Regions from separate parts of the Sus scrofa genome. Here region 1 is linked to region 2. A link is a contact called in public promoter capture Hi-C data. All regions are on one chromosome and are shown on one strand. The core of a region is the stretch at or near the end of the contact, and the rest is flanking DNA. Distances in the headings are between cores, read along the strand shown. Region 1 holds the start of TRAF1 (TNF receptor-associated factor 1). Region 2 has its middle 34 kb from the start of FBXW2.

Evidence for each region. Promoter capture Hi-C pulls out the DNA fragments that hold promoters and counts their contacts.
Region 1: a contact with region 2 is called in a promoter capture Hi-C map of liver, with 6 times the contacts expected there. The contact joins the promoter of TRAF1 here to the enhancer-like site in region 2. A contact is called at or near these places in 2 of 5 promoter capture datasets (fetal liver and liver), 14 of 47 Hi-C or Micro-C datasets (alveolar macrophages, blood, embryonic fibroblasts and 7 more) and 2 of 2 datasets of contacts at active chromatin or transcription factors (alveolar macrophages and skeletal muscle).

What each region holds. Positions count from the first base shown.
Region 1 is chr1:260,972,647-260,977,421 of Sscrofa11.1, reverse strand. It overlaps TRAF1 (TNF receptor-associated factor 1), which reads left to right and starts at 3,444. Exons shown (of 9, transcript XM_021068189.1): 1 at 3,444-3,524.
Region 2 is chr1:260,804,298-260,809,131 of Sscrofa11.1, reverse strand. No RefSeq gene overlaps it. Among named protein-coding and RNA genes, the nearest start is that of FBXW2, 34 kb to the left of the region's middle. Within about 2 kb of position 1,796, at least 4 of the 83 cell types and tissues checked have an H3K27ac peak or open chromatin away from gene starts, as enhancers often do. A contact at or near this core is called in fetal liver, liver and omental adipose tissue, where this site is marked.

The DNA of each region.
Region 1 (4,775 bases), core at 2,195-4,694, 170 kb before region 2:
CAAGGCTGGACTCTCAGTTTCCTTCTCCTCTCCCAGCTGGCCCTCAGGAAGGCCTCCTCCTGACCTTTAAATGGAATCGGGGGTCACGATGACCCAGTTCCTCTTATTAAAGACAACATCCATCTGTCTCTGGTTAAAGAAATGTCCAGAATTAAGAGGTGGGCCAGCATATTGGACCATGATATGGAGTCAGGTGGCCCCATTACACCCTCTTGTACCCCAGGCCCGGATTTTGTAAACTGAAACTGACAGTGTGCAAAGGATCCCAGGGAGTCTCTGTTCCACTCTTGTCACCTGACAAACTAGGAAACCGAGGCCCAGAGCCGGAAAACAACTCTCAGTTTGCCAGTGAGGAACCAGGTAAGACCACAGCTTGGTCTGAAGAAGCAGAAAAAACACGCAAAGCCTGGACTAAATGTTCTTCCCCCTCCACTTGCTGCCAAACACTGCTTGACCATGACCACATTACAGAGTTAACTCTTTGAGCCTTCATTTTCTCACCCGGAAAGGAGAAAATAGTTTTCTCGCTCCTTCTTGGGGATCTGAGAAAATGGAGCGAGGCATGGGACACGTCACAGTGTCTGATATGAAAGTGTAATCCACTATTATTGTCACTATTATTTTTACCACAACCAGCAACCCCAACCTTCTAGACGCTTAGGTGCCAATCTGGTCCTGCCCCCACAGCTGCTGGAAGGCTAAGGATCCAGGCCAATGTAAGCACTCCCTCCCCCAGTGCCCATCTGGACTGTAACACATGAAAAGGCACAGTCGTTGGGGAGAAGGCTGAACAGCTGGGGCAACAGAGCCAAGCCATCCCAAGAAAGAATCCCATTTTCCACCTCCAGGACCTGGGAGCATCTCATTAGATCCATGATTTTTAAACCGTGTCCCTAGAGCCTAGAGGTCAAGATAGAGGTAGGAGAGAGGTCAGCACACAGGCTAATACAAATTTTGAAAAACCCAATGCGTCTATTGATTTTTTAAGGCCACACACAGACGCACACAAAAATCCCCTACAAAACTATGAACTATTATTTCTTGAATTATCACTTAAGCGTTCATTTATTTATCTGCCCCCAAAACTGCTTTAACAGCAGAGAGAAGAAAAAAGAACACAATCTCATGATTCCTAGTCCAGTGCTCCTTCCAAAATATAAATATATCCTCCAAAATACCACTACAGATTTCAGATGGGAGCAGAAGGAAGGAGGACATAATTTCTTTCATCCCAGTACTAAATCCCAAGTCAGGGCCTTGTTAGTTTTCTCCATTTTTTGATTCTGTATCTTAGAAGGGATTAAAAAAAAAAATCTCTCCTTGGACTTCCCGCTGTGGCCCAGTGGGTTAGGAATCTGACTTCAGTGGCTCAGGTCACTGCAGAGGTGCCCAGCCCAGCCCAGCCCAGCATAGTGGGTTAAAGGAGCCAGTGTTACCACAGCTGCGGCTCCGATTCTATCCCTAGCCCCAGGAACTTCCACTTGCCACCAGTGCAGCCATTTAAAAAAAAAAAAATCTCTCCTTTAGGAAGCAGGGCAGGCCAGGAGGTGGTCAGACACTTAAGGGGCTTGTCACATGTGCTCTACCATCTTCAGAGCAGAACAGCTTATAAAACTTTAATTCTCTAGAGTCTTCATAGCCATTCAGTCCTTAGCTCCTTCCAGGAACCACAAACTCAAGAGGCATAAGGCTAACAGGCAACATCAATGTCAAGAGCCTGACAGCTGAAGGACTGGGGCAAAAGTAGAGAATGAAACCCTTTTGGTGCCTCTTAGAACAGCTAGTTCCCCAGAGCAGATACGGATCTGAGAGGGACGGCTCAGGCTCAAACATCCCCTACTTCCCTGTGTGTGCTTTCTTGTTCCTCAATCATGGTTCTTCAGGTTCATACCACAAGATCTTAGGCCTCAGCCAAATGGACTAATTTTCTTCTTAAACTTATTTTTGGAAAAAAAAATTTTTTTCTACTGGGTAGAGATGAGTGTCCCCAAAGAGTTTCGATTCCTTTCTGAGTCAGGTTCAGACTCATTGGGCTCAGCTTTCATTTTCTGCAGCCTTGTCACTCCCTGAGTGCTCAGAGGTCCCCTGGTGATGCCCCCTCTATTTCAAGAGCCCCCCAAAATAAGCCCAGTGACTACAGATAAGTTTTTGGTACTTTCCAAAATTAAACTATTTCCTTTGGTAAATTTCCACCAAGTGAGCTCATTAATCTGAAAACAGGATGTGGCACATGAAGAGAGTTAAGGTCAGGTTGCCTGTTCACTTAACACTGGCTTGGAGAGGAGAGGAAGGGGTGTGTGGGAGAGAGGTGGGACCAGAGAATGGCTTTTAGAGGTCCCAAATCCTTCAAGGATTGGACTGAGAATCAATGACTTTTTAATCAGAGACTCGAAGCTCTAAATTCTTTCCTCTTAGAATTGAAGGTGACCACAGAGGCCACCTCTGGTCAATGTCTCACGTGACTGCTTCTCTTGGAGGCCCCTGGGACCCACTGCTTGACTGCAGGCAGGTGGCTCCAGGTACCACCAGAGGCCCTCCTTTCTCCAGCAGAACTCCGTCCTGTAGCATCACCTTCTCATTCAGAAGCTGGGCGTTCTGCCCTGGGTAGGTGTAAGACTTAAATACATCCCAGGTTAAAAACAAACAAAACCAAAGGAGAAAAAAACACTTTTTCCAACTCAAGTTGGATGTCAAGACTAAAACAAAACAAAACAAAATAAAACCCCTCATACATAAAGAATGTAATGGGTGCCTCTAATAACTAAAACAAAACAAAATCATTCCTTCCTCACCCAACACTCCTGCAGATATTAGGCTTTGATGGAGAAAAGGCCTTTGTCAGATTCGCAAAAATAAAGGTTGTTTGTATCTTTTAAACAAAAATGCTACCCCAACACTAAGTTCTGTAACTATTTTGGTTGATATACACAAAATTCATAGGGAATAAGCGGCTCTGTGTGTGTTTAAACAAAAACCAGAAATGGCTCCTGAAAACATCCAGTTTTGCATAAGCTCTGTGCCTTCGGAATTGCCTTGCACATCTCCTTGCTGATTGCTCCAAAGAGCTTGAACGAGCCCGTGTAGGATCTTTGCCCGAATCCAAGAGGGCTGAGACTCGGGTTTTGCTACTGCTCCGCCCACCATACGCGGGATTGCAGGCAGGCAGAGGTCAGGGGTGGGGGCTCAAGTCCCAGGTCTGAATTCGTTTATTCTGCGAACACTTTACCGAATCCCACACATGTGCTAGAAACACGCGCGGGGAGGAGGGGAACGGAAAAATGCCTTTTCAGTGGAAAACCAAAGCCTGCGACGCCGCGGAGCCGGGCCTCAGTTTCCCGATCTGGGTGCGCTCGCCCCGCCCCCAGGGCGGCCTCGGGAGGCGGCTCAGGCTATAGGAACCCGCCCGGGGCCTGCCCTCCCCTGCTTCCGCCGCCGGGCCAAGTACCCTCTCCACCGGAAGCTCCCGCCGGCCGCGGGGAGCTGGTGGCGGCGGCGGCGGCGGCGGCGGCGGCGGCAGCGCAGAGGTTGGTTGCACTGCACCCCGCCCCTCACCCGCCCTCACCCGCCCGCGGACTGCGGAGGGCTCCGCCCCCCGCCCCCGCGCTCCCCGCCGCCGGCAGCCGGGTTCCAGGTCGCTGGGGCGGGGGCTCCCCAAATGCAGACCTCCCCGCGCGACGCCGGGACACCGACTCGCTGCCCCCGCCCTTCTTGCAGGTTCCTGGGGCAGCGCTGGAGTCTCTCATCCTTGAATAGACACGGGCTGCTCTGCTCCCCGCGCTCGGCACGCTTCTTGAGATGTGGCGAGACGACTGTCACCTGCCCTCCGGAGAGCGCACAAACGGGGCTGGGCAACACGGACAGGCCGCCCGGCATTACCACGCCGGGCGGCGGGGGAATGTGCTCCAGCTGCCTTCGGACGCAGTGGGATCAAAAAGCCGGGAGACCAACCCTACCTGGGACGGCCCAAGGGGACTCTCGGGAAGATGGGGTGGATGGAGTTCAGAGTAGTAAAGGGTCAAGGCGACTAGGAGGAGCAGCGGGAGAAATAGGGGCAGGGAGCACGGAAGGGTGCAGAAAGCCACAGAAAAGTAGAGAAATGGAAAGGTGCCAGGTGGCGCATCAGGTGCAGGCCACAGGGCTGGTTGACTAGAACCTGGGACAAACCCTGGGCATTTGGCAGCCTTCACATTGAGAAACTTGGGGAGATGATTCTGTGGAGATTGGAGTGAGGACGCAGAGCGCCTTTTAGACAGTATTTTCTAGAAGTTTTGTTAAAGGGAGGAGAGTGTGAGGATGCTGGAGAGGAATGTGGAGTGAGAGTGAAGAGGGTTTTAAAGCTGATATGTGGTTAGAACGTAGGCTCAGGATTCCAGAGTCCTATCTTTGAGCCCTTGGGCAAGCCACTGACCCTCTTTGCGCCTCAGTTCCCTTGTCTGTAAATTGGGGGTGAAGATGACAATGCCTGCCTCACAGGGTTCAGGTGAAGACTAGATGAGATGGTGTCTGTAATAGCACTTAACACAGTGCTGAGAAGTACCTATTACTTTTCACTTTTAATTATTAGAGCAGCTTAGGCATATTCTGATGCTGATAGGAAGGAGCTGGGAGGCATTGAAGACAGAGAGCAGAGAAAAGGGAGCAGAAAGGAAGGGACCCAGAACTTGGATGGAGAGATAAGTGCCTTTCAGTGCCAAACCAAGGAAAAGAGGGAACAGGTGGGGATGCAGGGAAGTTTGCAGATTTGGGGGATGCAGTTAAGGGAGTGGCTTTCTGCT
Region 2 (4,834 bases), core at 547-3,046:
CCTCGACAGAAATGCCTGCCAGCCATCATTTGGCAGTGTCCTGATCCAAGGCTCCCTGTGCCTATTCTAGGAAAGTGAATTTTTTTCAGGATAAACCCTCAAATGTATTACTAGATCGTCTTTGTACCATTCCCGTCAGCCTAGTAAGGCTGAATGATCATGCTCAAGGCAAAAAGGTCCTTTGCTGTCAAAGTTGTTTCAGTGTGTTTCCAGTCTTCTCCAGAATGGCTTAGTTGCTTAAAACTAGTACTTCAGTCTTGACCAGTGTGATAACAAAACCTCCTTTATTGCAGCTTAAATAATTCACAGCTACTTCCACTCTTCATGAACATGCTCAAATAAAAATGTGTTTTCTTGTATTTAAACCTGGAAAATTACGAATTCAGATGACAAAAGCTCATCATTGGTGTCTGTATACTCAAATGGTGAACAGCCATATTTCACTAATTTCGACTTAGTACACTCTTGATGAGAAGGCTCAGGTTGAAAAAGGCTGGACTCACCAATCCTACATCTACAGCGATGTGTAACTCACGTTTCACTCATTTGATGTATGTTGTGATCCGGGGGGGAATGACGTGACGTTTATGTTTGAACTGTCTCTGTGGGGTGGGTGGGCAGGGGAAAAGGGCTTGCTTACGCACATAGTGGAGTGATTGTGGAACAAGATGTCTCTCTAAGATGAGAGGTTATTTTCATGCATCAGAGAAGCATTCTTCTACCCGTGAGTGATTGTGCTAATATAAATCATTATACCTTTACTTTAAAGCAAGTTCCCTCAATTAGGCAACGTTTGGTTAGCCACGCCCAAGTTCTGTTTGTACTTGAAAGAAATAAAGCTGCATTTCCTTAAAAATTACATTCTGTAGTTAAGACTATTTTCTTGCTTTCTCCCCCCAGCCAATCCCGAGGGAACCTGTCAAAAGCAAGCGTGTTTTAGAAGGCGTTTTTAGAAATGGACCTGCCCCTCAAGTGATCTAAGCTGTCCCTGTTCTTTTACATCTTTCTTCATGTTCTAGAATGTAGCTCAACAATATAGTGATTTCTGAATGAGATCCAAGAAGGGGAACAAGGATTTTGGTGCTCTTCATGAATAGATGCAAGTGGGAAAAGTAGCATTAGGCAGGGTCAAGACCTTGGAGTCAGCTTCCTCTCTTTTGCCCTCTGTTCAGCACATCCCCAAGTTGGTCCATTCTTTCTTCTTAATTTACATTTATAAGACTCCTTGTCATTTGACATGGTCCTGTGCCTTTGATCCCAGGTAGCACCATCATAGAACAGACTGTCCTTCCTGTTTTACAGATGAGAACTGAGGCTTGGAAGAGCGGCTCATTGCTTAGAGGAGTAGTATGTGGTGAGGATGAGGTTGGGGCCAGGACATTTAGCCTCCACAGACCTGGGTTTTTTTTCTGTCTTGTTTCCTTTCCCATTCTCTGCCTACTTTGGTCCCTTCGATCCGGACCTGGACCTCTGTCCTCCCCCTTCACCACTCATGTGTGCCTTTTGAGCCATCATGGACTCTGCTTCCAGGGTGTCTCCTCAAGTTTTTTGAGCACATGGCTCCTCTGTTCAGCCACCTTAATGACTCCTTAGATTTATTATCAACAGAGGGAGTCTAGATTTATTAACGTAATTGAGTCCTAACTCATCTCTTCAAATAATACATGGTCTTTCTTTTCCTGCTTTTGTACCTTGGGTCCTCCCTGTTCTTTCTACCTGTCCTTGGGCCAGCTGTAGGACCCCACTGACCTCCCACTGTCTTTAAAGCCTCTGCTAACCACCATCCCCCACTCAGGCAGACTCAGTGTTTTGTTCCAGGATAGGTAGTTGTGCAATTCATTTGGCGATTCATCATGTAGTACCTTTTGCAGTTGGCAAACAATTAACTTTTACCCTTAATCTCTACATTTTTCAGAATTTAGTAGGTGAATCCATTGTATTTCCAGCAGCATTTTAGAATTGGGTTCTTAAACGATGCTCAATAAATTCTTGATATTTTAATAAGTTCCATGGATTATCTTAGGGGCTACATGTTATGGAGGAAAAATAACTTGAGAATATCAGAGCTTTAAGAAAAATGAAAGATCAATTACACACAGCTCTTCTCTTAGACTTCCCTGTTCTGCCGTATTCTGTAAACATTCTGAGTACACTTGCACAGAATGTTTGATGATCATTCTGATTAGACATGAGTTGTCCTTGCCAGTGGGGTGTTTCTGTCCTTTGCATTTTAACCGCATGTTCTGTTCTCTTTGTGGCAGAGATAATCTGACAATAACACAAACCTATGGAGAAAATTACCCAGACGCCTTTATTATAATGACTTTTAGTATTCTCTTCTACTCCTTATGCATGTGTATGTGTAGGTTTATGTGATTACAAATCATTGTTTTGTATTATGCTGTCAGCAATGTGCTCTAAATCTTGGCAATTACTGTAATACTTTGTAACATTTCTTTATTGCATATAATTTGCTAATCATTCTTGTTTTGGTGGATAATTAAGTAGTTTCCAGTTTTGCTTTTTGGATAATTCCACAGAGAACTTCTTTGCACATTATTTTCTTAGAACAAGTTCCCAGTAGATGACTTACTGGTGAAAACAGAAGAAATTTTTTCTTAGTTTTTTGTTGTTGTTATAGACACAGAAGAGAGCATAAAACACACAAAGGTTATTGAGTAGTTGTAGAGTGAATACCTGTCCAACCACTATCCAAGTCAAGAAAGAACAGTTCTGGCCCCCTAGAAACCTCCATTCCAGGAAGGAACACTTCATGGCCTTTGCTTCAGATTTATCATGTGGCTTTCCAAATAGGTTAAAGGGATTTATGTTGTCACCTTGCTGGATTGAGTCTGTGTTCAACACAACGTCATCAGTGTTCAGTAGTTATTTTAAATGTTGGTCCATTAAGTAGGTATAAAGAAGATATCCCAGGAGTTCCTGTTGTGGCTCAGCAGAAATGAATCCAACTAGTATCCATGACGATGCAGGTTCGGTCACCGGCCTCACTCAGTGGGCTGGGGATCCAGTGTTGCTGTGAGCTGTAGTGTAGGCCAGCAGCTGCACTGCGCTCTGATCTGACCCCTAGCCTGGGAAATTCCATGTGTCATGCGTGCGGCACTAAAAAAAAAAAAAAAAAAAAAAAATTCCCGAGGTTGCTATTATTGTTATTTAACATGAAGACATTTTTATGTGTGCTTATTTGTATTTCTTTTGAATTCTGTCTTCCTCTTTTACCCATTCTTTTTTAATTTTTATTTTTTAATATAGTTGATTTACAATGTTCTGTCAATTTCTGCTGTACAGCAAAGTGAACCAGTTACACGTTCTTTTTCTCACATTATCCTCCGTCGTGCTCCATCACACGTGACTGGATATAGTTCCCCGTGCTATACAGCAGGATCTCATTGCTTATCCACTCCGAATTTAGTAGTTTGCATCTCCTAACCTCAAACTCCCACTCCCTCCCCCTCCCCCTCAACCATGTATTCTTAGTACGTTTTCGAAAACTTGGGAAACATTGAGATGAATTACAAAGTTTCACTAATCTAGGAATCACTAATTTAGAAGTAGGAATTCCACCCAAGGCATGTATTGAAATTTTCTTTCCATAAAAAGGATTAATGTCAAGCAAGCCTATCAATAATCAGTTTACAACCCAGTAATTAATGTATGTCACAAATTGTGTATTACCTGTCAAAGTACAGCAGAGAGCTCAGCAACAGTACTGGATATATAGAACTGTCTTTTCCTGAGGAAGAGGTACCACAGGTGACTGATAATATTTAAAGGAAAATATGGGCAAATTTTTTTTCCAGGAGTTCCTGCTGTGGTTCAGTGGAAATAACCTGACGAGCATCCGTGAGGATGCAGGTTCGATCCCTGGCCTCGACCAGTGGGTTAAGGATCCAGCATTGCCTTGAGCTGTAGTGTAGGTCGCAGACATGGCTTGGATCCCGCATTGCTGTGGCTGTGGCATAGGCCAGCGGTTACAGCTCCAGTTTGACCCCTAGCCTGGGAACTTACATATGCCGCAGGTGCAGCCCTAAAAAAAGACAAAAAAACTTTTTTTTCCAAAATTAATATGTTGAAATTGAAATGAAGAACTCATTTTAAAGGCAACCAAGTACAGATTTCAAGAACACAGTCCAGTCATCCTAGTGTTTTATTTTTGCTCATTAATGCACAGTCAGGGATGGGGGTTGTCAGGTGTGCTTTTGTATTTCAGGCCTCTGCGAGTTCAGAGAGGAGATTGTCCATCTGTGAGAGTTTCACAGGAAAGCAAACATTCCCGAGTGTGTTGGTTCAGCAGATTTAGCCATGTAAGGAGACTCCTGAGCTGGTTGATCATTCAAGCTTTAAGGGCACAGAGCCTGAACTCTATTTGAGTGGTAATCAGAAAAAAAAGTTATGAAGACTGTGTGTCAGCCTAAACTGACTAAGCGGTTTTTTTTCTTTATTTCTTATTTTCTCCCCCAAGATACTGTGTCTTGAGAACAGGAACTATATCTTACTCTTCTCTGTACCCATGTTGCCTACAAGAGGGACTGGATGGAATGGCCCTTGGGTGGGTTTACGTTGATTCCTATAATCCAGCGTTCTCACAATGTGTAATTTCCTTACAGCACATTCACATCACCCTGGACTTGGTAGGAATGCAAATTACTGGGCGGGACCCCAGACCTAATGAATCAGAAGCTCTGAGGTGGAGTCCAGCAGGTGGTTCCCAAGCTGGCTAAGGTTGTGCACCACTGCTATTATCTAGTCTGTTCTGCCACCTACTGGAATCCTTAGGAACAGCATCTGGTAATGAGCAGAATACATTAATTATACT